Regions from separate parts of the Mus musculus genome. Here regions 2, 3 and 4 are each linked to region 1. The links are chromatin contacts, called in public Hi-C and HiChIP or PLAC-seq maps. All regions are on one chromosome and are shown on one strand. The core of a region is the stretch at or near the end of the contact, and the rest is flanking DNA. Distances in the headings are between cores, read along the strand shown.

Region 1 (7,485 bases), core at 1,426-3,925:
GCTTACCTTGTACTGATTTCCAGTCCCTCTGAGCTCCCATGCCTTATGGGCTCACCTGAACTCCATACTTGGGGCCACAGTGAACACTGCAATCTAATGAAGCCACCAGAAAGGTCAGCATACATATGGTACATAGCTCCCTTACACATGCACATGCTCTGTTGGCTTGGCAGCCTCAGTTATGGAACACAGGTTGAGAAGTAAACTAATTAAGAATTACAAGATATAGGCAACCCAGCATTAAACCATCCACGAGGCCACTGTGACTGTAGGCTCTGGCTGACTGCTTGCTTAGTGTTCATGCTCTTGAAGCCAGCCCTTGGTATCTGTAAATGCAATGCAGGGTATGCTAACACCTGAGTGTCTGGGGCAGGATGTGTGTGTGCAAAGTAAAAGAAATCCAAAACCTTGGTGGGGAACATATTCCAACATGGCTGACCCCAAACACCAACAACCTGCAGTTGCTAAATGCAGCAGAGGTAGAAAGAAGTGCACAGAATTTGTTCCGGTGAGCTGATATTGAAGAGGTAAGCTTAGCCATTAGAAAATTCCACTGGACCGATCTTCCCTCCTGGAAGAGACAGGCCAGAGAGCACATAGACCAGAAGGGAGAGGCTGAGTAAGCCCCTACTACCTCATTCCCTAGAGACCAATCAGTTTAAAGGGTGCACTATTCTGCCAATCCTATTGTGCCTAGTTGCTGATGCTCTATTCCACCCCTGGAAACCATATAAAAATTTGCTGAATGGGCCATTGGGGGTCACCGCCTCTTCTTCAGGTCTGGGACGACCCCAGTGCACTGGAACAATAAATTCCTCTTGCTTTTTGCATTGATTCCAGCTCCACGTGGTAAGCTAAGGCTTGCCAGAGTCTTACAATATGAATTGGCTTTAGAACATGATGACACTGGGGCCGTGGACTCCAGTACAAAGGGGAAAGAATTGGTGGAATCAAGCTAGCACACACACATTGACTTTAGAAGGAGAGAGCAAGTGAGCCGTTCACATGCATGTGTACAGAATAAAAACGGACTGATGGATATACACCCAAATGTTACCAGTGATTATTTCTTGGTCATAGGATTAAAGGTGATAATAATGAAATAATTAGTTTTGCTTATCTGTAGTATCCACATTTTCTAAAATAGATATGCATTACTCTTGTAATAAAAAAATGATAAAAAAATCTACAAACGTCTAGGAAAAGTTAGGGCAATCTTGAAAAGCCTAGGGTTTAGATGTGCAAGTTGCTACATGCCATGAATAATTTACAAATTAAATTGATTTTAAAGCACAGCTAAAATAAATTTGATAAGATGGGCCACAGTTACGTTCTTTCTTATCATTCACATTTGTACATTTTATAGTCAATGAAGAGTGACAGCCACTATTTAGAATTCTAGTGAAGAACAGTCATAACTATTTGTCACCTGCTCAGCATCTAAACAATGGTCTGCCTGCTCACCTGCCCAGCCTGTGCAAGAGTGGGGGGGACCTGGAATCCACACTAAATAACAGTGTCTAAGCACAGAGGCAGCAAGGAGGATAGACAGTCTCTTTGGAGAACTAATGAAAACAGTAAGGACAGGTTTGTAAGCATTAGCCAGGCTCTAGTGAAGGACAGGATGCAGGAATTAAGGCATGAATCAAAAGCCCCAGTCACAAAGAGGAGGCAGGGAGCATTTCAGACTGAGGTCCCAGAGGGACCCTTGGGAGTGGCAAGTTACATCAGTGCCAGGTGATCATGAACCTAAGAACCTCCTAAGGATCCTGGGTCCAGGTGCTAAACAGACACCTTCTAACACTGTGGACTGATCGACAAGACCCAGACACTGAACTGAGGTGCTTGCTGTTCCTTTATTGTAATCAAAGTTTTAGGCACCATCTTCCCCATGAGGGCAGGGAGGGGAAGGCTCAACTTTTTCTTTGTCTGGAATGAAAAAAGTGAAGAGCCTCAGTTGGGTTACATTCAGTGACACCCCCAGGGACCCTGGCTGCCTTTTCCATCTCCAATGGTATTAAGGCTCATCCTTACCCGTGGTGTGCTTCTGAGGGTCTCTGGAGGTGCTGGAGAACCTGCATTTCTAATAGGCTCCCAGTGTCACTGAGATATTTATTGGTTGGTGGGCTACAGAGAGCAGCAGGTTGAAGGCAAAATGGCTCACTAGGACTGTCTGTCTCCATCCCTCCTCCCTCCCCCTCCCCCACCCTTCTCCCAGGTTAGGTTCTGATCAACCGCAGGGCCCTGCAGGCCACAGCTGGTCCTGCTGATGGCTTTTGCAATGCGCCTAGCTGTTGCTCTGGAGGAAGCCACCGGGGTGAGTTCCCCACATCCCTTCTTCCTGTTTTGGTATTCAGTTTCTCTCCTGGCCTGTCTTTTCTTTGCCTCCCTCCTCTTTTCCTTCTCTGCACGCCTTCCTCTTTGCCTCGTCATTACTGCAGGAGATTTATTTTTAGAGTCAAGGCCACAGAGTTGCAGATTCGGCAAGGGCCTAAAACAAATCGACAAACGGAAAGTGTTTGTCTTTGAAGCCGGTGTGAATGAGGGGCCTGCTAGCTGGGCCTGTCAATATGCTCTTATCTAGGCTTGTTTTCTGAGTCACCCACGTGGGTTGGCTTTCTTCCTCCTCCCAGATCAGAAAAGAGGTTGAAACACAAGAAGCAACTGAAATCTCATTTCGCCCCTGTGAGATCTTGGCAGATGCAGCTCTTAGCTGACCACCTCCACAGCGCTAGGCATGCCCACAATAGAGGCAAACAGAAATGAGAGAAAGTTGGGCTACATCCGTTTTCTTTGCATCTGTAAGTGAAGCCTTGATGTTGGCCGTCTAGGAGGGTTGGGTGACAGCAACTGGGGTGGGAGGTGGGAGGTGGGAGGTGGAGGGGTGTCAGAGTTTTTCTGAGTCCTGTCCTCAGGAGCTACAGAACCAATGTGCTGGATAAGCCACTTACACCACTGCCCTGATCCTTTGTCCTTTCAAAGGTCCGACTGGTAAAGTTAGCGCTAAATTCTTCCTAGGCTTTCTGCCAAGTAGGTCTTTCTGGCTGGCTACCTCCTGTGCTTCTCCTAAACCTCACAGGGCCAGGAACCATGGCAATCCCTTCCCATCGCTCAGGCCTCCCATGTGCTCCCTGGAACATTAGTCTGCTCAAACTCTACACAAAGAGTTTAGATGTGGCCTTTTTGTATTTCAGAGGCCAGTGGATTTCTATGAGTTACGGGCTAGTCTGGTCTACGCAATGAGTTTCAGGCCAGCCAGGGCTAGCTTCTGTCTTTAAGACGCTGTCTTAAAACAGCAGCAGCAGCAGCAGCAACAACAACAACAACAACAACAAAACTGAAAACAACAACAAAAAATGAAAACAAATTTGCATTTAGAGTGTGTGCAATACAGGAATTTTGTGGTGTCTCTGAGAACAATGGGACCTTTCTCAGGAAGCTAGAGTTCTGGAAACTCCACAGCTATCCAAGACACCCTGAGTCAGTGGCGTTTGGGTTCTTGTCTTGAGAATTTGAAGAATGAAATCCATAGACGCAGAGGGTGAGTTTTAGAGAGTGGTCTATTTATTATAGATTCTTAGGTGACAATGGGGGTGGGCACATAACAGCACAGAGCTTGTGTGTAACAGGAGGGGTCCCAGGAAACAGGGCAACATCAAGCTTCTAGTCTGGGGCCTTTTCTAAGGACGGCAGAAACTGGGGTGGGGTATGGGGAAGGGCATGGTCAGTCTAGCTGTTCCATTCCAGGTGCCCAGGGGCTTCCTCTCAGTTCCAGCCACGTGTTTATGAGGCTGGTGGATGTGGCCGTACCCATTCATTCTTACCAGTATTTCTCTTTCCTTCTTTCCTTCTTCTTTCCTTCCTTCCTTCCTTCTTTCCTTCTTTCCTTCTTTCCTTCTTTCCTTCTTTCCTTCTTTCCTTCTTTCCTTCTTTCCTTCTTTCTTCCCTCCCTCCCTCCCTCCCTCCCTCCCTCCCTCCCTCCCTTCCTCCCTTCCTTCCTTTCTTCCTTCCTGACAGAGTTTCTCTGTGTGACAATGCTGGCTGTCCTTGAACTCATTCTGTAGACCAGGCTGGCCTCAAACTCACAGGGATCCTCCTGACCCTGCCTCCCGAGTGCTGGGATTAAAGGCGCGCACCAATACTGACCAGCGACCAGTATTTCTTGAGAACCTGCTATGTTCTGGTCTCAGGTTTAGGCATAAGGATTGAGTGATGAAGAAGGCCGCCCCTATCCTCAGTATTCTTCCACTCCAGTGGGGAGGCTAGATAGCAAACAAAGCCATGGATGGATGTCTCAGCAGAGCCAAGCAATGGAAAAGCTATGTGGAGCTCTTTAAGGCATGTTGGCTAGGGAAGGGCTTGTTATGTGTGCGTCAGCTGAGGATCATTGCCTTGCACATACTAAGCAGTTGCTCTACTGTTGAGTTTCGTCTCTAGTTTATTTTCTTAGAAATAGGGTCTTGCGAATCAATTTTTAAAATTTTCATATGTATAAGTGTTTTACCTGCATGTATATTGTTGAGCCACCTGCAGGTAGCACCAGAGGATACCAAAACAGATCATTGGATCCCCTGGAAGAGGAGTTACCAATGGTTGTGAACCACCATGTAGATGCTAGAGATGGAATCCTGGTTTTAGCATCTGGTCATAACCTCTGAGCCATCTCACCGCATCTCCCCTTTGTTTTAATCTAGGGTCTCACTATGATGGCCACATTAGCCTCAAACTCAAGCTCTTCCTGCCTCAGCCTTCCAGGTGGCTAGCATTATAAGTATTTCTGAACCTGCTTGGGACAAGGTTTCGAGTAGAGACCTAGACAAGATGAAGCAGATGGGAGCAGGGAGGAGTGGTCGGGTGGATAGACAAGCTAGTGTAAAAGTCTTGGGATTGGACTACATTTCGAGAGTTCAATGAAAAAGCTGGTGTGGTAGGATCAGAGGGCCCCATTTGTAGAGAAGGTTGATATGGGGTCCGGTTAGCAGGCAGGGCCAGGCTGTAAAGGTCTTGTAGGTCATAGTGAAAAGTTTGTCATTTTTTTTCTTGAGTATAAATGTTTCATTGTTCTCTTGAGATAAAGCCTCTTTATAAAGCGTACGCTGGCCTAATCTGCTATCTGACCACCTCTACCTCTCAAGTGCTGGGCTTACAAGCACGCCTGGCCAGTGCTGGAGTCGCAACCTCTGACAGCGGCCAGTTACCGAGAGGACATGTAACAAATGCCCACTGCAACCTTTCTTCAGATATGCTCAGCTCAGGAACTGTGGTGAGCCACAGGGACTCCTGTTTGGAGGGAGGGCTCTGGTTCCAGGCTAGCTCTCTTGTCTTTGTCTCCCACAGTGATGTAAGGAGCCTAAGCCATGTACTTCCAATACCACAAAGTTGGCTATGCGTTTCTGTCATCATGGACTAGACTCTGGAAGTGGGGACCAGGAGAAGAAGCCTTAGCTCTCTCTTCATTAGTTTCTGTGAGGGATTTGGGGATAGCAACACAACCACAACATAGAAAGAGGTCTGCTACTGTAGGGCTCAATAATATTTATTGAATGGATGAATCAAGCCAAGAAGATTAGTCATCTCGATCTTCCCAAACCTGCTTAGGTGACTTCCCGTTAGCTTTTTGGAGCTGCCCAGAAACCTTTTAATTATATCTTTCCAAAAGTTTACCATATCACATAAACTAGTTTTTCATATGAAACCAAAAGTTTTTTTGTTTTGCTTTTTTTTTGTTTGTTTGTTTTTTAAGACAGGGTCTCCCACCAGGCAGTGGGGCACATGCCTTTAATCCCAGCACTTAGGAGGCAGAGGCAGGAGGATTTCTGAGTTTGAGGCCAGCCTGGTCTACAGAGTGAGTTCCAGGACAGCCAGGACTACACAGAGAAACCCTGTCTCAAAATGCCCCCCCCCATAAAAAAGACAGGGTCTCCCTAGCTGACCTGATACTCAATATATAGACCAAGATGGCCTCAAATTCACAGAGATCCACCTGCCTCTGCTTCTTTAGTGCTGGAATTATAGGTATGTGCCACCACACCCAGCTCAACCCAAAGACTTTTTACTAGGATAATAGTGTAGCACTGAATTCTGGAGCAGGGACATTCTGTTTTCATTCCAGCCATCTGCTTATCCTATTGAGTTTCTAAGAGTACATTTCCCAGGATTCTTTGAAGTTAGGTTGGGGCCATGTGACATAGCTGTAGCCTATGGAAAGTGAATAGAAGTGATGTTGAATCATAACTTCTCCCATTTCAGGTCCCTCCATTTCTTCTTTCCATTCTCTTTTGACCTTGCAAGTCACCTGTTGAAGTTGGTAGTGCCATTTCTAAGAGATAGAAGAAATCTGAAGTTTAGATTAATGAATTATCTTGGGGTAGGCTGTTTTTAGAATTGCTGCTAGGAATGGGATGTGAGCAAGAAATACACTTTTGCATATGAGGACTAACTGAAGGACCTTGTATCTCAGGCAGGCTTGTAGACTTCAAATGCAGTAGGGAAGTTGCCTCAGGGTGGGGCAGGCTCCATCTGGAAAGCACCCTTGGGCACTGTTGGTGATGCTGCTAGGAAATAAAGGAGGTCCACTCTTTACCCCAACCCCTTTCCAGAATTTCTCAGAGTCTTTAAGTGAATTTTGTCACAGCCTTTCTAGCTCCACAAGCCACAGAGCATCAGTGTGGTGTGTGCAAAGGTTGCTGAAAATGGGTAGCCACAGTGTGATCCCTCCATTTCATAAGATGGTGACTTTGACTGCACAGTACTGGGGAAAGGACTGGCCTGATGGTTTGGAGCTGTGGATTCTAGACCTATGTCTGTGCCACATGAGAAGGGCATGGTCCCTCTTTCAGCCAGTGTCTTGGTTTGCAAAGTGAAAATGGGGGTAAAAGATGGGAAAAGAGATGAGTTTTGGAGATGGTGTCTAGGCCTAATAGCCTGTAATGCTGCATCTATCTGCATCTCTGATGGCAGGAGAATCCATGTAGTTTTGGAAATGAAACCAAAACATCCACAGGTAGTCTTTGTCTCGAGCCCTGCAGCTAGAGCCAACATTGGGCTGTATCGGTAAGCTTGCAGGGCTGGGAACAAAGATAACCTGTGGATGTGCAGCCTTCCATAGTCCTGGTGGGGACAGAGGCCCAGGGTTGGGCTGCTATAGGAGAAAAAAGGCCCAAGTCAAACATTGCACTGCTGTTATATTTGTGACCCAGACTGACCATTGCTGTGGAAGGCCAAACCAGGGAGGCCTGGAATGGGGCCAGAGCTGTCACCGTCTGGGCATCTGAGCCCAGGGAGCCCCCGAGGTCAGCTGCCTCTTCAGAGTGGAGAGCAGCCAATTCTCACTGTCTCAGCTGCCAGCTGCCACCAAATCCCAGCAATGAATCCAAAGTAGCAAAGGCCAGCCTTGGCGCCCTTATCTTCTTCTCTACCTGAAGCCTGTGCTGGGCAGAGCCTGACACACCTGGGGAAGGGAGAGTTGTGCTTCTAACGGTTGGT
Region 2 (7,485 bases), core at 3,398-5,897, 500 kb before region 1:
TCCTGGCAGGTAGCCAGCCAAATCGTCCAAAGTAGCAGTGAAAAGACGATAAAGAAAACCTAGTCATCCTCTATTTGGAGATAGGAGGCGAGTGCTTTTATGAACCCTAGCATTCCCCCCGCCCCGGGGGTCTTTCCAATGGTGTGATCTATGTGGAAGACTCCCTAGGACAAAGCGAGGTTCAGTGCACATGGGCTTAGGTCCAGTAGACCCTCCATTGAGAAAAGAGAAATTGACCCTTCAAAGAGAAAAGAATACTGTAGGTATGGGTTTCATCTGCTACCCGAGAATGGCTCTCATCCTCATCTCACCCAAGGCAAGCCTAGAAGAGAGGCTGACTCTGGCACTTCAAGGTTGTCTTCTATGAAAACCGTGAGGAATGTTTAATGAAACTGGAACATACCAGAGCATTCTGCTGCTTCAACAGGGCCTTGCTCCTATTTCACACAGCTGGGATAGACTGCTTTTTTTTTTTACCAGAGCTGGTAGGCTAGCCCACTAGAGGTGCACCTAGTCTCAATTACCATGGAGGTCACCTCTTCCATGTGGGGCCAGTTTGAGATTCCCTGCTTTTCTAGGCTTTGGGACCTGGAATGATCATAACCCAAAGTTATTGGTTTAGGAGATTTTGTTTGTTTCCTTGAAGTAATTTAAAAAATTCATCTTATGTACTTGTAAATCGTGTCTTTTGTTAAAATGTTGCAAGTAGATAGGCATGGTAACACACATCTTTTATCCTAGGTAGCACCTAGGCAAAGGTGGGTGGATCTCTGTGAGTTCAAGCCAGCCTAGTCTATAAAGTAAGCTCCAGGCCAACTGGAATGTGCAGGTGGTGGGTGGCTGGTTGGCTATGAGTGGATAAACAGAAGATAGCTGGATAGATAGATAGATAGATAGATAGAGGGACAAATGAGTGTGCACTTTTGTGGGTGGAGGATAGATGGATGTACAGACAGATGGATGGATGGGTGGACTTGTTGTCCACTGTGCTAAGGCACTTCCCCTGTGACTATCCTTACACTGAAGCTAACAGTTCTCAAAGGTTTAGGCCGTAGGGCCTCTTTATTTCTTCCTTTATTATTAAGGATGCCAAAAGCTTTTTCTCAGTACTTCCTACATTAAATGTGAAAATGAAGGTTCTGGAGAGATGGCTTGATGCTTAAAGAACAATCCCCAGAACTCACACAAGGGCCCACAAGCATCTATCTATAACTAGTACCAAGAGATCCAACACCTTTTGACCTCAGCAGACACGTAGTGCCCAGATATGCTTGTAGGCAAAACACTCATACACATAAAACAATGATTCAAGCAAACAAACAAACAAACAAAACACAAAGAAAGAAAAATCAAATGGGAACAATGTTTGTATATCTGATCCTCTCTTCTGAACTTTGCAGGCACCTGTGCTCATATGTGCACATAACCACACACACACACAAACACAAGCATATAATTAAAAGTTAAAAATACATCGTTAGGACCAGAGAGATGGATGACTCAGTGGGTAAAGGCATAAAGATGACTATATGAAGTTGAGCGCATTTGTGCCTGACAGCCTCTAAGATTGCCCATAATCCCCACCTTCCATCTGACACCCGGTGGTTGAAAGCAGCAGCCATCTCCTCTCCCAGAGGAGCTCCAAGATACAGGATTGGAGCGCTGGACCGCACCTTTGTTCCACTCTCTGGAGAGTGTTCACACCCAGAGCTAAACTCACCCAGCAAGGTGGCTCCTGTTTCAGGGACCCACACAAAACCATGGGAAAGCAAACACATTTGTTACTCTCAGCCACTAAATACTGGCATAATTTGTAACCTAACAATAGATCATTAAGGTACGTGGTGCCATCAACAGCATATTTTGATTAAAAAAACATTATGAACTAACCAGTACCCCGGAGCTCTGGACTCTAGCTGCATATGTATCAAAAGATGGCCTAGTCGGCCATCACTGAAAAGAGAGGCCCATTGGACACACAAACTTTATATGCCCCAGTACAGGGGAATGCCAGGGCCAAAAAATGGGAATGGGTGGGTAGGGAAGTGGGGGGCGGGGAGGGTATGGGGGACTTTTAGGATAGCATTGGAAATGTAATTGAGGAAAATATGTAATAAAAATATTAAAAAACAAAACAAAAACAAAAACAAAAACAAAAACAAAACAAAAAAACCAAAAACCAACCAACCAAAAAAACAAAACAAAACAAAACAAAAATCCATGCAAATAGGGGTTGGCAAGATGGCTGAGTGGTTAAGGTTAAGAGAACCTGTTGCTCTCCTAGAGGACACTGGTTGTTCCCCAACATGGAGGTTGGGCCACTCACAGTCACTCCACCTCCAGGGAGGCTCTGCGGAACTCCACTGAACTGATGTGGTAGCTCCCACCTTTAATCTCAGCCAGCACTTGGGAGGTGGAAACTGCTGGGAGTTCAAGACCAGACTCAGTTACATAGTGAATTCCAGGACAGCTTGGGCTACAGAGTGAGATCCTGTCTCAGAAAAATCAAAACTAAACAACAAACCACAAAAATATGAATAAATAATAAAAAAACACTTTATTTTTCCAACCCCCCCCCAAAATCTAGAAAGTGACATATTGTACATTTCATAAACCTCTTTGGTGTCTGGAGTATTTATTTATTTCTATTGCTGTACCGAGGATGAGCCCAGGCTTTGGTTTTGTTACTTTCAGTCACTAAATGTTGGTATAATTTATAGCATAACAATGGGTAATTAAGGTGTATAGTAACCTTCTGGCATCAGTCTAGATTCCAGCTCCTGAACGTTTCCCTTTTTTTTTTTTTTTTTTTTTTTGGTTTTTCGAGACAGGGTTTCTCTGTGTAGCCCTGGCTGTCCTGGAACTCACTCTGTAGACCAGGCTGGCCTCGAACTCATAAATCTGCCTGCCTCTGCCTCCCGAGTGCTGGGATTAAAGGCGTGTGACACCATGGCCCGGCTCCATTTCCCTTCTTAATTCTAAAAATTGCATTTATGGGAGCTGGAGAGATGGCTGTCTGCTCTTCCAGAGGACCCAGGGTTCAAGTCACAACACCCACATGGCAGCTTACAACTATCTGTAATTCCATTCCCAAGGGATGGAACACCCTCTGGTCACCTCATACGCAGGCAAAACACCCATGCATATAATGTAAATGACATATAAATGTTATATGTATGTTTGTGCTCACGTGCCCCGGCAGTCAGGAGATAACCTGTGGAAGATGATTTTCCCCCTCCACCATGGGAGTCCCGTGCGTGGAAAGAACTCAGGTCCTCAGACTCGGTGGTGGCAAGCATCTTTCCTCTTTCTTTCTTTCTTTCTTTCTTTCTTTCTCTCTCTCTCTCTCTCTCTCTTCTTGACAGCTGCTGGAGCATCCACTAAGTTGGGGTACTGACATGTCGCCTTAGATTAATGAAAACCCAGCCTCCCCTAGGTTTGTAATCACAAAAGCCTTTTCAGAGGTCCTGGATCTCAGGGCCCTGATTATCAGAGGGATCCTGGAACCACACTGTGGGCACTACTGACCTAGATAACCAGGACACACAGCCTTCCCTCCAAGAATCTAGCTCTAGATCCTCCCCCACTTCTATTTTCCTGTTTGAGATCTTTGTTATTTGTTTAATGATTGGATTGTGACTGATGCCACCCAGGAGGCATTGTCCCCAGTTAGAAGGCATGATGAACAAGTCCCCAATCTTGCCTGTGTGGTCTCCAAGATATTAAACAAAAGGGGGAGGGTGCCCACCTTGAAGATCTATGGTGAAAGCTGAGCTCTCTTTGGGGTGAGGAGGCTGGAGGACCTTGTTCTATCAAGGAGAGATTCTGGTGTTCCTGTCAAGTCTGTGAGGAATATTCGGGGATTTCCCCCTCTCTGTCCCTTTCCTGCACCACCAACCACCTCTCTCCCCACCCCTCCTGTGTCACCTCCACACTGCCCTCCACCCCCACCCCCACTCCCCGTGGAAAGTTTACACTGTTTTCAGCCAGGAGAATTGTCCCTGACTAGTTCGTCAGAGAAACGCACGCAGCTGTAGCAAAGACTAAAAATAGTCTCCTCCGTGACCAGTGTCTTCCCACGTCCTTTTCTCCACGCTTGCCTCCTTCTCAGTCCCCACCTTCAGCGGAGGCAGGAAGGTCCTGGGAGGGTGTGAGCCCGCTGGGACCTGCCAGACTCCCTAGTCTCCCCTCCCAAGCAGCACGAGTGTCCGATTCTATTTTGCAGTGACCTCCGCCTTGCCACGCCCAATTCCAGAGAACCCGTATCTCCTCAGCGGGTGGAAGGCTAGCCCGCTTGGGCTGCAGATTTTTCCGGCACTTTAAAGGTTAAACGGGAAGCCTGGGGTGGGAGGAAGAGCCGTCCGGTGCTATGCGCGCAGGCTCCAGGCGGTGTCCCCAGCGTCGCTCTTTCTCCTTGAGGCCAAAGATGGAATCCGAATGCGAAGGTTCGTCTTTCCAGTTAGCTGTGTTGAGCCACCCAGCCAGCAGCGGCTCAGCTCGCCAGAGCCAAAGCGTTGTCTCGCTTGCCTTCCGGGAGGTGGCTTTTTTTTTTTTTTTTTTTTTTCTCAAGCGCGACCTGGGAGTTCGATGTGTGGCCAGGACCTGCCTGGCCTCTCTTTGCCCTGGTATCCTGGGACATGCGCCTGACAAGACCCGCCACCTCCTGCATTTCAGGGGTAGCTTGTGGTGTCCAGTGACCTTTGCCACTGTGTACTGCTGCAGTTTCGAAACAGCAAAAAAAAAAAAAAAAAAAAAAAAAAAAAAAGGAACTTTGCCAAACCACACAAAACTTCAAACCGCACCAGCTCCAACTGGGCACGCCCGGAGAAAGCTGCCTTTATCTGCCCCCTCTCTCCTCCTCTGGTCTCACAGTTGACTGGGGCTGGTGAAAGCCACTGGAACACTTTATCCCTCCCACTCATCTTCCAGCCCCGCGAAGATCCTGGATTGTTCTGGAAGCCAAGCCCAATCCGGCTTCCACCCAGCTGGGGGATCTGAGAGCCACCTGCCAGGCCCGTCACTTCACAATGAGTTTCCATTGTGTGGAAGAAAGCTGGGTGGATTCGAGCCAGCCGAGAGGGAGAAGAGTTGAAAGGTTTGGGTCCAAGAGAGTAGTGAAGGGGAGAGTTGAAAGATTTGAGCCTTGAGGGGAAGGAGCAATCTGTCCAGAGCTTGGTGGGGCTCGAAGACTCCACACAGCTCTGTTTTTCTCTGACCCTAAAGACTTTCTGCTCCTCCCTCAGTGGCTAGCAGAGCCCCCAGAGCCCCTGGGCTGAGACTGCGGCTCCAAACCTACCATTGGGTTTTGAAATCCACCACACACACACACACACACACACACACACACACACACAACCCCCGGGTAATTCCGGGACAAAATTGCCTTTCTTTCCAGGTTTTTCTCTGGAAACTTTGGTTTAGTTCCCTTAAGACCAGAGTCTCAAGTAGCCCAGCCTAGCCTCAAATATGGCTACTATTCAGATTACAGGCAAAATACCACAGGCTAGCTTCTCTGAAAACTCTTAAATGCCCATCCCACAGCAGTGAGCATGTTCGTCATTCCCCAGAGAAAGAGATCTGTCTTCAGGTCGATCTTCAAACTTGCTGGCAGAGGGACAGAAGAGAAGGCTTCACAAATATAACCAATTAATAGGGAGGTAGTAATCCTAGTGTCCATGGTGGGCACGGGGCTGGGAGTGGCCTTTGGCAGCTGACTTTCTCTCTTCCCAGGTGTTTGTGGCACCTCTGTGGTGCCAGTCATCACTCTGCAAAGAGGTGGGATTCTCGCTCCCAAACAAGCAAACACCAGTTCAGCCTTGAGGACGCAGATGACCCACAGGAATAATCGGAAGTCTCTCAGGCTGCTTTCTGCCCCAGTAACTCTATGTAAAACTAGGACTAGGAGCTGGTAAAATGTGAGGTGGCTTCCACTCACAGCTAGTCCTGGGTGCAAACGGACATACCCTTTCTTGGAAACTGCCAGCAGTCTGCAAGGGCCTTATAAACAGTGTACTAGGCAGCGCCCACTAGCCCACAGCATTCCATCAACACCCGGCCCACAAGCGTGGAGTGTCATCAACTCCCGCAGCTAGAATCCAATTGCAGGGAACAGAGAATGTTTCCAGCTATTTTAAGCAAGAATAGGAAATTACTCCAGGAAATTAGGTGCTCACAAAATTCCTGGAAGGCCCGAGAGGAACAGTCTCTGAACTCACAAGACACTACCATTGAATTGGTCCCCAAGATTGCCGCCCTCTCTGCCACTAGCAGGAAAGTGAGAAGCAGGGGAGTTGGGGGGTGGGGTGGGGGCGGGAGCTGCACTGATTGCAGATTGCAGCTGAGATCTAATGATTAGGATCCCATGCCACCACGGCCTTTCTCAAGAGCCACAAGAGCCTGTGCCTCTACCCACAAGAATCAGCGGCTGAGCAATTGCCAAAATATTGTCACACATAACCCCACATACCCTCCCCCTACCCCCAACCACACAGTGTGTCCAGCGACTGCAGCCAGAGCCGAAGACAGTCTGCTTCATGCCTTCCTTCCAAACCTCACACAAATGTATCTAATTGTCAAAATTGAATTCTCATCCGCAGCCCCAGCTGCAAAGGTGTCTGGGAGATGTAGTTTTTAGATTTCCATCCTTCGGAGTAAGAAGGCTTCATAGCACAGGGTTAGAAAGGAGGTGGAGGACCTGATACCACACCTCCATTTTACAGCTAAGGAAGCTGAGGTCCCAAGGAGTTAAGGAATGCACCAGGGTCACATGGCTGGTGAACAGGGTCTTTCAGTTTCTACACTACAAACCCCATACTCTTGTGCATTACACACACCCAGCGGCTTCAGTGCACTTGGAGCTTTCGCAATCTTGGAGCATGTCTTTGCCCAAGAACTCAGAGCAGAGTAGAGGCCACCACACTACACGTGCCACAGGCTCAGAGGCTGGATGGTAGGCAGTGAAATACAACTGAGACCCAAAGACCAGAAGCAGCTCATGTAAGGTTGCTAGGAGAAGGGATTGAAAAAGGAAACGCAAGGTTTCTAATTGTAGCTATTCTCCTTTGCCCCAGGAGTAGTTGGACAGCCAACCACCATTCAGGCCCTGCTGCCACATTCACAGAACCCTCCTTATTTGTTGCCCATCAGAGTTAAAACTACCAGACAGCTACTCTTCCAGTTGTCTTCGGCTTAGGGTCAACTGATCAGATACCTCCATCTAAGACCTGGAAGTCAGGGGGGCCGCTGACACAGAGGCGTGAGGAACACAGAGATCCATTGTGACAGCAGATGGCACTGGGGCAACGGGGACCATCTCCATGTCCACATATGACAATATATGCCGAGATTTTATGGACTTCACTTGAGACTTGTCACCCGATTGGCCAGACTTGGACCACGATCCAGACTGCTGCATGGCTTCCTTTGTTCCGTCTGCTTTCCAAACCACTCGCCAGCCCTCCTGGTTATTTTTTGAGTTCTCCAAGA
Region 3 (7,485 bases), core at 3,066-5,565, 370 kb before region 1:
ACGCACAAATAAAAACCCCTCGAGTTTGCGTGGCCACTAAAAGCTGGGGCTTGGGTTTCTGCAGCAGGGACAGGTCCCGTTTGCGTCTTTGGTCCCTTTCTCAACTCCCCTGTAAAGCCTCTATCCGCTCAAAAGGCGCCATCCGCTTTGCATTTAAATCTGAACGTAGCTTTGTGGCTACTTGGGTTCGAAACCTGGGTAGGGGAGCGGGGGAAAGGTCGGGGCGCAGAGAGGTTAATGCCCAGGCTTGGTGGCAGTCATGTGTGGGCACTCTTCTGCTTCCTCGGTTAGTCTAGGCTTGGAATCTATAAGGCTGAGCCCAGCCGGATAGGAGAGGGTGGGGGAGGGGATTCAGTCTTCTCTGTCGGGAGAGACTTAATAGGCCCACCACAGGGCGTGTGTGAGGTGAGGTGGTCTCCTTTGCCAGCAGCAGCTTCCTGGCAGGGCAGGGGCGCCGAGGTGCTTGGAGCTGGGGCAGGCCAGGCACACCAGGTTCTCGTGGAGGGTTCCCGGAGCGTGGGCCTAGGCTAGGACTGCTCATCTCTATCCTCCACCTGGCTCTCTCCCCGATCCGCCAGAGAGTGGGTGCGGGAGGCCTTTCGGGGCGCGCCAGGGCTGCCCTAGACGGTCCAGTGCGTGGAGCTCTCAGCTCTGGCAGCTCCTCTTCCAAGGGCTTGTGTTGCGCCCTTCTCGCTTGTTTGTCTCGTGTGAGCCTCGTAAACCGCCCTGATTTATTACCCAGACTAAATGCTTAATTTGTGAATATGAAACAGATTAAAAAGGGCGGGGGTAGGGGGCTTGAGGTCGGCATATTTTAGCAATCAGACCAAAGCAGCCCGGCAGATGTTTCAAATTTGTCGACATTTTCAGGCTCATGTGGAAAGCCAGTCAGAATGGTCAAGAGATCCTTTTTCCTTCCTCCAACCTGAGAACTTGGCAGTGATCAACAGGAGGTGATTAGTAGCCACACACACAAAAAGACACCAGCAGTCAAGGAGTTAACAGAGGCTGAGCTCTTCACCTCCAGGATCCGGGTGGAGGGAATGGGGGCCTAGGGTCACAAAGGCAACCTGATCACAAAGCCTGGAGGAGCCCAGCTAAAAAGGCCCAAGTATTAGAAGGTAACTCTGAAGAACAAAGTCGAGGGTCCATTAAAAGTTAATTCAGCAAATAAACTTCAGTGGCGATAAAACAAATAAGAAAGATGGCAACTCCAACTTAAACTAACCAACAGATAATAGAAAGGAGTGGCTTTGATGTGGCCTAACCATGTGCTTTCCCTTTAAGCAGGTCCCCACAGTGAGCGGCCCAAGACGGGCCTCTGTGGAGCACCCTCTTTGAAAAGACCCCATGTGTACAGGCAGTGCTTTTTGGCGTTTGTCATTTGGGAGCAACTTCACACATCAAAGGCGACCACAGTGTTCTTTTCAGCTCCCTGGTTCCACTCGCCCAGTGAAGCAGATACAATTTCTATAAATTGGCCTTCTCCTCTGGGTTTTGATTGATCATCACCATATGAGATTATTGAAAGTCTAATGTCTTATTTCACTTTCTCCAAGGGGTGAGGAGGGGAACCATTTATTGGAAGTCAGGCCACGTGAAGACTCCCGGGTTGTGCAATAGTAATTTCCATTAGCCTGGATTTATCAACCTCTTGAAACTCCCATGCGTTTCCTGTGGGTGCCTCATTTCACCTCCCTTCCCCCACCAGGCCTGTGCTTCTGTGGCTGTTCACAGGTATAGTCCAGAACCTTCCAATTGGGAAGGAGAAAATGGATATTGACTACACGGAAAGGAACAAAAGATGTATTTCTAAGCATATTTATTCCAATGCTCCAAATTCCTTCTTTGGCCTTTGTTTTCCACTCCAAACTTTTTTGTCCCCCTTTCGCCTGGATGCGATCTTTCATTTATTTAAAGTTGATTATGGCGCCTCTGTCTTGTCCTGCGCCAGACAAAAGCTTAGAGAAAGTCAAAGACCGCGTTAATTATATGTTTCTTGTAAACTGACTTTTCATGTCCCCCTAACACATTTAGCTGGCTTGGTGTTTAGTTTAACACTCAAGTGCTGCAAATATGCTGCTTAAAATGCTGTCTTTATTAAAACAAATAAATGAATTCAAAGACCTTTCTAATTTCAACTCGTGTGGGCTAGAAACAGAAGAGAAAAATGGTAGGAAAGAGTATGGGCTAGGGAAAGGTAGCAGGGAGACTGGAGAGAAAAGGCACACACATGCATGCGCATACACATGCACACACATGTACACACACAAGCAAGCAAGCACTCGCACATGTGCGTGTATGCGCACACACACACACACACACAGGCTGCATTCCTTCTGCCATCCCTCCCTGCAGCCATGTTAAACTGGTCCATACAATTGTCCCTGGCTTAGCCCTGCAGCTTGCCAGCCTGCCAGGATTTTCCATCACTTGGTGCCTAAGGCAATCATTAGCTCAGAATGGACAGCCCTCTACCTGCTAGCCGCCAGTCACTTATCAGCCAGGGGTAGGCTGGCTACATCAAGCATAGGTCCCATTTGTTCAGCCTGAGAGGGGTCCTTGGTATTTGCCCCTGGGTGAGTTGGTACCTAATTAAACTCTACCCAGGGCAGCTTACACTAAATATATGTGGGTTGAGAGGAGGCTGGGAGGAAAAGGCAGTCATTACTTAAGCAGGGAAAGTGACTTTTCTGAGAGCGGGAAGAAAGGGAGCCGTCTGATCACTTTGTTTACCCTAAGCAGAGCTTCAGACACCACATCAATGGCCACAAGGAAATAAGGGGAAATGGGAACTAAGGGGGAAATCCAGAGACCACAGGCCCCTAAACCCAGGCCTTGTCATCATCTGGAAGCAAGAGGGAGGTTTATCTGAGCTCTAGACAACACTGGCTGCAGGGGGTGGGGAGGGGGTGCGGGGGTGGGGGGGAGATCCAAGTGCCCTTTGTGGCTTTGGAGTCATTGCTCATGTGCCACAGGCCTGTGTGTGTACTCAGGAGCTGGGACTGTATAAATGGCCGCGGAGACAGAAAGGAACAGATGTGTCAAAGAATCCAGTGACTGAGTGTGTATGGTAAAGTTACCCTGACGAGGCACGGGAGAACAAGAGAATGATCGATCAGCTGAAGCCTAGGCCTAGGTGGCAGGATCCCGATGATCAGAACTAGGGCTAAAGGACTAGTTTGCGAACAAAGGTGGTGGTTGTGGATCTAGAAAGATCTTGGGGTCTTCTTTAAGCCCTCATGAATTCAGAGGGTGAAAACATTTGATCAACTGGACAAAAAGTAAAACCAAGTACCAAGCACTTCTGGTTGGTACCAAGAGTTAGAGCACTTTTGGTTGGAGAAAGGGTTTCTTTCTGGCTCACTATTTTAACCAGTTAGCATTTATTAAGCACTTGCCTTACGCAAAGCAGTATGCTGGACATCTGGGGCCACAAGTGCTAGACTCCTCAAATGACCCAGCAGGGGCGACTCCTTCCTTTTATGTGCAAAATAACAAAGGACATAAAGGACTGTGGGTGAGCTTCTGAGGACGTGGAGAAGGAAATCAGCCACTCCCTGAGCGTCACTGTTACCCTGCCCCTGCGCCTGCAGCTGGATTCCAGGAGGAAGATGAGGCTACCAGCCTCTTGGGGCCAGGGACCTCTCTGCTTCCAACCTAAACCCGGACCAAGCTCCAGGGCCTTCCAGATTGTTCTGTTTGGATGGTGGCAGGGGTCACATGGGTCCTTTACTTCCCCCTTCCTTGGAAAGCCTGCCTAACTTTATTTCCCCTGGGGGCCAGGCCAGAGAGATTTTGATGCAAATCAAGAAGGCAGCTTTTCAAGTCAGGACTAGCCTGACCGAGAGACTAGCCCCAGACCGAGAGAAAAGGGAAGCTTGCACTGCCCCCCTCCAGCGCTCTCTCTCTCTCCTCTCCTCTCCTCTCCTCTCCTCTCCTCTCCTCTCCTCTCCTCTCCTCTCCTCTTCTCCCCTCCCCTCCCCCCGCCCCCCCCCCGCTCTTTCTGGAACTCGATAAGGGAATACTGCCTCCCTGAACAAAACAAACTTGGAAATCTCCAAGGTTTGGAATTGTGAGGGAGTCCCCCAGCAGAGAATTTGAACTGGCTTAAATACATCCCCCTTCCCTGGGCACACTCCCTCTGTGCCCCCTAGATTCGACTTGCCCCTTGGGGTGTTTCAGTGTGATCACAGGTGCCCTCCTTCGAGCCATCTGGCCTGGGCCCAGCCTTTGCTCTTGGTTTCCCTACGCACTGGCGAAACGCGCTGGAACCTTCAAAGCGCATTCCTAAACACTACCGGGGAACTGTGGGGAAGTGCAAACAAAGAGGCTGGGAGTACTCAGGCAGTTAGCGTACTGAGTCTGTGGGCCAACAGGGCTGGCCCAAGTTCAGTCAGACTCCCTGGCTCTGAGCCAGCTAGAGCTGGCAGTGCGCCCTCTCCAGCCCACTACTCAGACCTCCTTGCCCCCAAATTTGGGCACCCCCCCTCCTCAGCCAGCTTAAGTCTAAGCCAGCCCTCCTGCCCCTCCGCAGTCCTCTGAGAACAGTACTTCCTCATTCTGGTCTGGTGGATAGTTGCAGGCTTCTGCGCGAGCTCTCCGAGAGAGAGTAAATTGTCAAAGAGCAGGAGCCCTTCCCTTCTTTCGAGTGGCCCCGGGACTGAGCATGGCCTGAGTTCCCTGACTGGTAGCTTTGGGATTTGAGTAGTGGTGAACACTTGGTAACTTCGATCCTATGCTGAATAAAAGTCCGATCGTGCTCTGTGTTCCCTTACGCAAGCAGACGTTCCCTAGAAATACAAATAGGAGGTGGGGGGGGATGGGTGTCAAATCACATGCTTCTTCATGGGTCACCGGTGAGCAGAGTCATTCGCCCACTACCTTTAGCTCTGGTCTCTGGTCTGTTTAATACTACTGATGGCTCTTGCAAGGGAGTAGGAGTAACACCTCAGGTTTCCAAGATTCTGCTTCCTTTCACACAAAAGCTGGGAGAAAGTCTTTGTTGGGGGGGGGGCTCTTAGCTCTTAGCCCAACCTGCCTTAGAATTAGATCCTAGCCCAGGCTATTGTTGAACTTAAGTCCTGGGGTTACATGTCACCCTGGCCTGCTCATGTGTATGTTTTGAAACAGGGTCTTGTGCTGCCCAGAGCTCAGTCCTCCTAACTCAGCTTGTTGTGTAGCTGAAACAGCAGGCTACAACTACAGAGGACTTTTTTATTTCTTTCTCTTTTTCCTTATCCCACCGAGTACTGGAGGATTGAACTCAGAGTCTCATATATGCTAGGTAAGTTCCTTAAGCACTGAGCTGTAGCCTTAGTCACTTTTATAGTTTTTTCTTTTGAGACAGGGTCTAGGCTGGCTTTGAACTCAGAATCTCCCTGCCTCAGCCATTTTAGTCAAAGGCGCAGGGCGATACACTCGGTTTATATATAGGTACTACAGATCTAAACTCAGACCCCTGTGTTGTACAACACTGAACCCTTTCTCAACCCCAAGAATTTTTTGGGCAGGGGGAGGTTGGGGGGTCTGGGGTCAGTTTTGAGGCAGAATTTCTCTGTGTAGCCCTGACCGTCCTGGAACTCGATCTGTAGTCCAGGCTGGCCTCGAACTCACAGAGATCTGCCTGCTCATGCCTCCCGTGTGCCGTTACTGCTCGGCCAAGACTGTATTTTTTTAAGCTATAATTCAGTGGTGTGTTTTTATCGATGCTCCACTTACATACAAACACCTTCTGCCCAATCTTCTAAGTGGGGACTTGGGGGCTGGTGTCCTATGTTTTCCTTCCCCAAGATTCTGCCTAGATAACTAGATCATATTAATTGAAAATGGTAGGGGGTAACACCTGCACGTGACCAAAAAAATGTCATTGTTTTCAGATAGGGTCTCATGGTGCTGAGGTTGGCTTTAGACTCCTGATCCTTCTGCCTCTACCCACTGAATGCTGGGATTACAGATGGGTGCCAGGGTAGCATATGGCAAAAAATTCTAAGGCTATCAAAGTGTGTTGAGGGAAGACCGTGACTCTCTCATCCATCTCTGCTTCTCTGCAGGATCACTGCTCCCAGCTTCCTGCGCACAATTGTCAGCATAGGTACAAAGAAAAAGGAAAAAAAATAAAAATTCTGTCCAAAAAAGAGAGGGTTGGAAAACTAGTTTTACCTTGAAGAAGCCAAAGCCCAAAGAAAAATCAAAAGACCCAGTGGTCTTAATGAACATCTATATCAGAAGGCAGGCTTTCAAAAGCACAACATTTATTTAACATTCCTATTGCAAGGGATTCAGCAGCCTTTCAGAGGTCTGAATCAATTTAACTTCATCTTAAACTGTTACAGAGTAATACATTCCCCACTTAGATTGTAGTGATTTCTTATTCCCTCCATCCACCCTTCTAGAGCCCAGTGTGGTCGGTAGCTCATGCCTACAACACCAGCATTCTCTAAGCTGAGGCAGGAGGATCACTTCAGCCTGAGACCTTGTCTCAACACCTCCACCACTACCACTCAAAAGCATAGGCATAGTGATACATACTTACAACCCAGGACTTGGAGCTAGAGTCCTGAGAATCAGCGGCTCAAGGTCGTACTCGCTATCTAGTAAGCTTCTTGGTCAGCCTGTGTTTCGATATAAGGTCCGGTCTAAAACCGAACAACAAAACAAAACAAAACAAAACAAAACGCCGAAGGAAAAAGGGTAGGTGTGGGGTGCTGCAGCATGAGACTGCTCAGTAAGGAAAGGCACTCGCTGCCAAGCAGGACAGCCTGAGTTTTAGCCTCAGAACCCAGGTGGTGGCAGTTGTCTTGTGACCTCCATATTTACCTATGTGCACTAGAAATAAACAGAAATAAATAAAATGTCAAAGTAAAGACTATCTGAAAGTTTGTCTGGGGAAGCTAGGGTTCAACCGCTGCCTCGGCTGGTTGCCTAACTGTGGAACTAAGCAGTTACTCTCAGCTCACCCACGGAATGGGAAGTATCAACGTGGCCCATCCCATAATGTTGCCATTAAATTAGTTGGTGGGCAAAACTGACTTAAAAATAATACCTTGCACCCAGAAACTGATCATTGGGGGTTAGGGAGACTTGAGCCTCACACACATCTGGTTGGTTTCAACCTTGCTGTGGTATTTGTGAATAAGCTATTTGTCTTTGAGTCTCTGTGTCTCTGAAGCCTTGGGTGTTTGACCTGCAAGAGACAGGAGGAACCCCAACATGCTACTCGCCTGTGATACTCTCAGACAGTTTCCAGCATATTTTTGGTTTCTTCACTGTTAATCTGTACTGTTAGGACAAAAAACACTGGACCAAAGCCCTCCACCCTCACCATTCTTTTTTTTTTTTTTTTTTTTTTTTTTTGGTTTTTGAGACAGGGTTTCTCTGTATAGCCCTGGCTGTCCTGGAACTCACTTTGTAGACCAGGCTGGTCTCAAACTCAGAAATCCTCCTGCCTCTGCCTCCCGAGTGCTGGGATTAAAGGCAAGTGCC
Region 4 (7,485 bases), core at 1,484-3,983, 350 kb before region 1:
GTTCCCTGATGGCCTGTGTATTGTTATGGCAACTGAAAACAAACTAAGACGTGGACATATCCTCACAGTTGGGTGGTTGTCTCGTCAGTTCTTCTGCTGGATATATCAGGGCTAGCTAGCTCATAGAGATGGAGTCATAACTGTCAGGGAGAATAGCCTGGCACCTTAGAAGTCTCGCAGTACCGCTTTGGGAACATTCCTGGTGTTCAGAGCAAGTTATTAAGGCTGCCCAAATTCTAGGGGGCAGCTATAGGTTTCGCCCTGTTCTGATCTGCTCATTGGTCTGCTCATACTTCCATTGGCAGAGTACCTGGGTGCTGGTGATAGACCCAGTGGCTTTGAGGTCTGGAAATCAAAGCAGAGTGTCAATGCGCTTGGTTCTTTGTGAGGTCTTGGCTTGTAGGTGGGCACCTTCTAACTGTGCTCTCATGGTCTTCTCTCTGTGTGTGCCTGTGTCCTCTTCCTCTAGGACAGAAGTCAAGGTATATTAGGGTCTACCCTCTTGATAGCATTTTAGCTTAAGGGCCATGGTTTCCCATAAGGTCACATTCTAGGGTACTAGGACATTAGCATAAAAACATACTCTCTTCCTCCCTTGCCAGGAGGTTCTGTCAAGAACCCATGCCTTCTTGGATGGACTCTGAGGTGACCCAGTCTCTCACCTTGGATGGGATGCAACTGTGAATACAACTGTTACTATTGTAACAGTTGTAACTACTATTGTCTCATCTGCTTACCTGAAGGTCAGTGAGAAAAACCTCTGACTAGGCCTCACATCCTCCATTTTCAATTTCTCCCGCAAGCAGGAACTTTTCCCAGTTAGCCGCTCAAGTGTCTGTTGTCTGTAAGATGTCATTGCTGGGCACACAGCAGGCTTCTGGGACCACCTCGCCTATCTTTGCTACCTGTCTTTCCCTGGGCTCATCCATTGTAAGTGGAGTTTGTTGTGTTGTCTCCACGAACGGGACAGTGCAGACTGTCCACACCTGCCTTTGTCACCTCCCAGCTACAGCCCTCCATATTCCATCTGACTTCCTCTCTCTGTCTTTCCAGAGCAGTCTCCTTGGAATGAGCATCTCAGTCCTTCGCAGACACGTACATAGGGAGTGTACAGAAAATAGTTACAGAGCAGAACTCATTTCAGAATCTTCACGGTCCTTTCAGGTCCTAGTTCAGAAGCCTGCAGTCCGAAATTTCAAAGAACCCTATTAGGATTCTGTTGTTGTTGTTATTGTTGTTGTTTTTGCTCTCTCTCTGTCTCTCTGTCTGTCTCTCTTTCTCTCTGTCTCGCTCTCTCTCTCTCTCTCTCTCTCTCTCTCTCTCTCTGTGTGTGTGTGTGTGTGTGTGTGTGTGTGTGTGTGTGTGTGAGTGTGATGTGGACAGGGCACCCCTGTGCATGATGCTCCTGTTGGATTCCCATTCTTTCCTTCTATCATGGATTCTGAGGAGTAGACTCAGGTCATCCGGTTGTGAGGCAGGTGTTTTCCCGGACTGATCATCTCTCTGTCCCCTCCACAGAGATTCTGAAGGGGTTTCCCATCAGAACCTCTCTTCAAGGACCATGCTCCTTCCTCATTCCACAGCTGCTCATGTAAATAATAGTAACAGTAATAATACTAATACTAATAATAATTTGAGACAGGATCTCTGTTTAGCCCTGGCTGTCCTGAAATTCACTCCATAGAGCAGACTGACTGACATAGCTTCTCTGTTCTGTTTTGAGACCTTATGCTGAGCTAGCTTACCATCCTTCCTCCACTACTTGGGCACTATAACGACAGGTGTGAGATAATTACAGGGACTTGGTACGATGGACCATTTTTGTCCCTCCTATATCCCCCCAAATTGTCTCCCCATCCCAGCCTCTGTCTCCTTCCAGGTTTTATTCTAGCCCTCCTGAAGCCAGGGAAATCAAGGACTGATAGCATGAGTTTGCAGACACAGCTGCCCCAAGAGAAATGAGAAAGGGGAAGAAAAGACACCAATGCAAATAGACGGCATGCAGAGGTGGACATCAAATGGCCCCACTTCTGGGTACGGCCCAAGGGAAGTAGCTTTGGTAGCATCATCAACAAGCACAGTCGACAGGAGCTAGCATGTGCTGCAGCAGCGAGACTTCTGTACAGCAGTTGGGTTCTGCGTGGGTTCCATCCTGAGACTCCATTAGGCTTTCCCCACAGCTTGTCAGAAACCTCCAGTGTGTTCAGCTGGCTGGAGCAAGCCGCCATTCTATAGCTTCAGCCCTCCCACCGTGCTGTCTCTAGTGGTGCCAAGGTTTCATCCAGAGGTAGAGTTCACTGGGGGCTCTGAGGAGAGGACCCAGCCAGGGATTAGTAATGCCCACACCCCTTATTCAGTTTTGCAGCTAGACTCATGGTGGGTATCTTTGAAGGAAGATTAGTAAGTGTAAGAGACATGCAGACCTCAGAGTTGCCTCAGGCCCCAGGAATGAGGTCAGACGTGATAACCGCTGTGCTGTGGCCAGAGCTCCCACCATGCCATGCCTCTCTGCTAAACCAGAGCATGTTTTCCAAACAGTCTGGCCGGTCAGTCAGGCCTGGGGCAGCGGTGGGCAGCAACAGGCTAAGTGTGTCGCTGGGCTGTGCCCCAAAGCTTGGGCTTCCTAAATCAGCACGTTCCCTGTTACTCAGTACTCTGACTTGTGTGCCTAGAAATAGAAAACTCCCCTGCACTGGAGGGGGCAGGGAGCTAAGCCCTAGTGACAGGGGACTTTGAATTCTCAGGATGGTGACCGAAGGCTGCTAAGAATATCCAGCACTGACCACAAGCCAGTTGACACCCTATGCAGTGGCAATCTTCTGTTGCCCTTCCGGCCTGGGAGGAAGGAGGTTCCTATGACATCACAGCTCATGAAGTTGTCCCTTCTGGTAGGGGTATGTAGACATGAGAGTGAGGAGGGAGGGGACATAAAAAGGCATCCACTGGATCCTGCCTTCAAGGAATATAAAACTGGAAAACCATAGACCTATTGTCCATCTCTTACAAAAATCATGGTCAGTCATCCAGAGGGGACCAGCAGCTAGATCAAGGGGTATCTGAGGCCTAGCAGCTAAGGAACAAGAGCCAGGGAGACTCTAGACTCACACACTCCAATAGCTAGCCCTGTTTCTTCGGGTACAAAGTCAGGGGCTTGGATTAACGTTTTACAAACAAAGAAATATTTGTGTGTTGTTGGTCTCATGAGCTCTCTGCAGTAGAAAAGAGGCCACATATACACGAATGCAGGTCGCCTGGACTACCCAAAGAAGTCAAGTAATAGCCCTAGTTTGGGTTTAGGGTTTAGGGTTTGTTCTTGGAGGCCAGTGGAGGGCTGGAAAAAGCAGATTAAAGACTGAGCAAGAAAGTGACTCAGTTGGTAGACTAGTTGCCTGGTAGAGCCTGGGCTTTGATCCCTAGCAACACACCACACACACACACACACACACACACACACAGATGAGGTGCTGGCGAACATCTATGACACTGAGAGGTATAGGGAGCTGTCAGGAGAGTCAGAAGTTCAAACCAGCATGGGCCACTTGAGAACCTGTCGTCCCCCCCCGAAAAAAAAAACAACAAAAAACAAAACAAAACAAAAACCTTAGCCAAGGAGACAAAACCAAAGTAACCAAACAACAATAAGGAGGAGCAGAAGAGGAACGCCCATGCCTTCGGAGTCTTGAGAGTGGAGCTTATTGTTAAAAATTCATGCTTACTATCTGTGAGGCCTTCGGTTTCATCCTCAACCAAATATGAGGTGGGAGAACAGGACAGAAACATACGCGTATATGTGTTGTTTGTATGTGTGGGTGAGGCAAAGGTTGGCATCAGTCATCTTCCTCTGAAGCCCCTGGCACTCCCGACAGCCCACCATGCAGAAGAATGAGCCTCCTAATTTAGCACAAGCTGGGTGAGCCAACCTAGGACCATGAGGGCAGCGCTGAGAGGAGGGGGAGTGTGAATTGGTGCCACTCTAACTAGGGGCCTGGACAGTGGTCTGGAGAAGGGCTCTTGGTAACCAGTGCTTTCAGAATAGAGCCCTGGGTGACTGGACAAAGGGGACTGAGGGAAAGTGACCAGGACCAGCTTCTAGGTGGGCCCCAAGGTGACTAGGGGCTGAAAACAACTCTTGAATGAAGGTCTGGGGTTGCCCAGGAGGGCTGGCAGAGGCCTGTTATCTTTATCTCCAGTGAATACCTTGAATCACTATAAAATTCTGGCCACAGGTTCTGCCTCCCTTTTCCCCTGGTCCTTCCTCCTATTGTAGTTTTTATTGTAGTATTGTTAGGATCCTAGGCCCCCACCCCCCACCCCTTACTTAGAGCAAGCATCCTCCTCTGACAGCATCTTTGCCCTGCCTGTGCCTGTGCTGTCTCTACTTTTCTGCAGGATTTCTTCCTGCAGAAATCCACTTGACTCACCTCCTTTCACTTTTTTCCACCTTCCTTCCATTCCGGGTCTGGAAAAGGCCTTGGACTGGTGAGGTGTTTCAGTGTGCAAATGGAGCTTGCTGCCAAACTGAACGGCCTGAGTTCAGTCCCTGGCGGGAGAGAATCAATGCTGGTAAGTTGTCCTTTGATCTCCACACATACTCTGTGGCCTACATGTGCCACCTCCGCACTCTGGATCACACAAGGCTTCCTCTGGTCACCTCAGAATCATGCCAAGTTCTACTTCTTACATGCTCTTCATGTCCTCTCGTGTCTTCTGTTGTGTCCATTGTCCACCATCTCTGGATGACCTGCTACCTTGATTATTTAGCTGCCATCTGTCCTGTTGGAAGACACGTGTCCTGAAGGCAGCTATTTGGTTTGTCCCCTTTGGGTAGACAGTGCCTGGACTGGCCTCTGCACACAGTACATGTGTATCTTGTAGGTGGGGTATAAGCCACGGGCTGCATGGTGGGGAGTAAACTATAAAGGGGCAGCAGCTGAAAGAGGGAGGCAGTCAGGCAGCCATTGCCGCAGCATTGAGAGAATGCTCTGCTGGGCAGGCAGGTCACTGGATTTGGTGCAGGAGGAGCAGTGAAAGGAGCTGGCAAGATCAAAGATTCTGGGGCTGCATTACTGAACAGTTGGTGGGGGGCCATTTTCTATTGCTGCATAGCATTCTGGAGACCAGGTACGTTATAAATAGAAATTTAAGACAGACATGTTGGGGCATGCCTTTAATCCCAGCATTTAGAAAGTGGGTGCTTGAGGATCAGGAGTTCAAGACCAACCTGAAATGTCCAGTAGACCTGTGGCTAGTCTGGGTGTCCTAGCAGTGGAAAAAACAGAAGACCCAAGATGGCTCAGCAGGTGAAGGAACTTGCTTGAGTCTGATTTCTGGGACCCAAGACTCCTGAAGGTTGTCCTCTGACCTTTGACTTACAAAAGGACCACATAGGGGGCACACACACACACACACACACACACACACACAGAGAGAGAGAGAGAGAGAGAGAGAGAGAGAGACTCTTAGGGTTTCTATTCCTGCACAAACATCATGACCCAGAAGCAAGTTGGGGAGGAAAGGGTTTATTCAGCTTACACTTCCACACTGCTGTTCATCATCAAAGGAAGTCAGGACTGGAACAAACGCAGGTCAGGAAGCAGGAGGGGATGCAGAGGCCATGGAGGGATGTTATTTACTGGCTTGCTTCCCCTGACTTGCTCAGCTTGCTTTCTTATAGAACCAGGACTACAAGCCCAGGGATGGCACCACCCATAATGGGCCCTCCCCTCCTGATCACTAATTGAGAGAATGCCTTACAGCTGGATCTCTTGGAGGTATTTCTTCAAGGGAGGCTCCTTTCTCTGTGATAACTCCAGCTTGTGTCAGGTTAACACACAAAACTAGCCAGTGCGCGCGCACGCACACACACACACACACACACACACACACACACACACACACACACACACACACACTGAATGAATAAAGTATGTATTTTTTGACTTTAAAGAATGCTGGGCAGTGATGGCGCACGTCTTTAATCCCAGCACTTGGGAGGCAGAGGCAGATGGATTTCTGAGTTCAAGGCCAGCCTGGCCTACAGAGTGAGGTCCAGGACAGCCAGGGCTACAGGTCTCAGAAAACGAAAGAGAGAAAGAAAGAAAGAAAGAAAGAAAGAAAGAAAGAAAGAAAGAAAGAAAGAAAGAAAGAAAGAAAGAGAAAGAAAGGAAGAAAGAACAGTTTAAGCCAAAGAAAGAAAGGAAAGAAGGAAGAAGGGAAGAAAGAATAACAGTTTAAGCCAAAGAAAGAAAGAAAGAAAGAAAGAAAGAAAGAAAGAAAGAAAAACAGTTTAAGCCAGAGGTGATAATGACCCCCTATAATTTCAGTCCTCGGGAAGGTGAAGCAGGGAGATTGCAGAAAATACTTAGCCTGGATTGAGGGAGGGAAGTGTGGTCTATTTAGGCGTGGCTTATGTGCTTAGTATGTGTGAGACCTTGGGTTCTGAGGGAGGGAGGAAGAGTGGAAAGAAAAGAGAATCTAACCACCACCAAACAAACAGAAAATAGGAGACAGGGAGTGAGGGAGAGAGGGAGAGAGGGAGAGAGGAGAGGAGAGAGGGAGAGAGGGAGACAGGGAGTGAGGAAGAGAGGGAGAGAGGGAGACAGGGAGTGAGGGAGAGAGGGAGAGAGGGAGAGAGGGGGAGAGGGAGAGGGGGGGAGAGAGGGAGAGAGGGAGAGAGGGAGAGAGGGAGAGAGGGAGAGAGGGGGAGAGGGAGAGAGGGGGAGAGGGAGAGAGGGAGAGAGGGAGACAGGGAGAGAGGGAGAGAGGGAGAGAGGGGAGGAGAGAGGGAGCACAGAGGTTCACAGCTTGCAATTCTGAAGGCTGGTTGGTAGGTGCAAGGGTGTGGTAGGTGCTGGTGGGCATCTGGTGAGGGTCTCCCTGACACATCCCAACAGGTGCATGGTATTTCCCAAAGACTCTCCCCCAAATAGCACGCACAGTTGTGACTAATGGGGGTTATAGTTCCAACATATGAACATTCACTGTGGGCTCCAGTGGAAGTCCCTGTGGAAAAGGCAGCTGGACTGGAGGAGAGGCAGGACAGAGTGGGCATCCGGAGCAGAGAGCCTCCATAACATGTGCTGTTAGAACCAACTGGGCTGTACTGTAGAGAAGATCTGTTCATGAAATTTTAGGGTTTATTTTCATTCTTTGAGACAGGGTCTCACACTGTGCATCACTCAGACTGGCTTTTAACTCACTGTGTAGCCTTAAGCTGGTCTTAAATTTTCAACCCTGGTGTCGGGCTTGCACGCATGGGCCGTCATACCCAGCTTTCTCAGGTAATTTGACTTTATTATTTAAAATTCTCTTCATTGTTCCGGGGGCCGTGCCACATGGAAGCTGTTCTCTCCTTCCACCTCTGCGTGGGTTCCAGGAATTAAACTCAGGGCATCAGACTTGAGTGGCAAATGCTTTTACTCACTGAGCCATCTCGCCAAGATTTGGGCATGCCATTTTACATTTTATCTGCCTCCTTTTATATCT

The links. Hi-C and Micro-C count contacts between places; a contact is called where the count stands out from the background. HiChIP or PLAC-seq counts read pairs in DNA pulled down with a chosen protein or histone mark.
Region 2: a contact with region 1 is called in a Hi-C map of pre-megakaryocyte-erythroid progenitors, with 6 times the contacts expected there. The contact joins two enhancer-like sites. A contact is called at or near these places in 1 of 15 datasets of contacts at CTCF or cohesin (large pre-B cells), 1 of 484 Hi-C or Micro-C datasets (pre-megakaryocyte-erythroid progenitors) and 2 of 115 datasets of contacts at active chromatin or transcription factors (T-cell acute lymphoblastic leukemia and large pre-B cells).
Region 3: an H3K4me3 HiChIP or PLAC-seq map of pro-B cells shows a contact between it and region 1, with 2.5 times the contacts expected there. The contact joins two enhancer-like sites. A contact is called at or near these places in 1 of 15 datasets of contacts at CTCF or cohesin (pro-B cells), 1 of 484 Hi-C or Micro-C datasets (the HL-1 cell line) and 9 of 115 datasets of contacts at active chromatin or transcription factors (the 230-238 cell line, the SCID.adh cell line, bone marrow-derived macrophages and 5 more).
Region 4: an H3K27ac HiChIP or PLAC-seq map of acute myeloid leukemia shows a contact between it and region 1, with 5 times the contacts expected there. The contact joins two enhancer-like sites. A contact is called at or near these places in 2 of 115 datasets of contacts at active chromatin or transcription factors (acute myeloid leukemia and memory CD8 T cells).

The regions. Positions count from the first base shown.
Region 1 is chrX:11,748,296-11,755,780 of GRCm38.p6, reverse strand. No RefSeq gene overlaps it. Among named protein-coding and RNA genes, the nearest start is that of Gm26314, 98 kb to the left of the region's middle. Within about 2 kb of position 2,675, at least 105 of the 459 cell types and tissues checked have an H3K27ac peak or open chromatin away from gene starts, as enhancers often do. A contact at or near this core is called in T-cell acute lymphoblastic leukemia, acute myeloid leukemia, bone marrow-derived macrophages and 2 more, where this site is marked.
Region 2 is chrX:12,249,488-12,256,972 of GRCm38.p6, reverse strand. No RefSeq gene overlaps it. Among named protein-coding and RNA genes, the nearest start is that of Gm14635, 100 kb to the left of the region's middle. Within about 2 kb of position 4,647, at least 125 of the 459 cell types and tissues checked have an H3K27ac peak or open chromatin away from gene starts, as enhancers often do. A contact at or near this core is called in T-cell acute lymphoblastic leukemia and pre-megakaryocyte-erythroid progenitors, where this site is marked.
Region 3 is chrX:12,120,086-12,127,570 of GRCm38.p6, reverse strand. It overlaps Gm46687 (a long non-coding RNA gene), which reads right to left. Exons shown (of 3, transcript XR_003953120.1): 3 at 7,429-7,485. It also overlaps a transcript of Bcor not described here. Among named protein-coding and RNA genes, the nearest start is that of Gm46687, 31 kb to the right of the region's middle. Within about 2 kb of position 4,315, at least 142 of the 459 cell types and tissues checked have an H3K27ac peak or open chromatin away from gene starts, as enhancers often do. A contact at or near this core is called in bone marrow-derived macrophages and pro-B cells, where this site is marked.
Region 4 is chrX:12,100,694-12,108,178 of GRCm38.p6, reverse strand. It overlaps Gm46687 (a long non-coding RNA gene), which reads right to left. Exons shown (of 3, transcript XR_003953120.1): 2 at 4,422-4,540. It also overlaps a transcript of Bcor not described here. Among named protein-coding and RNA genes, the nearest start is that of Gm46687, 12 kb to the right of the region's middle. Within about 2 kb of position 2,733, at least 15 of the 459 cell types and tissues checked have an H3K27ac peak or open chromatin away from gene starts, as enhancers often do. A contact at or near this core is called in acute myeloid leukemia, where this site is marked.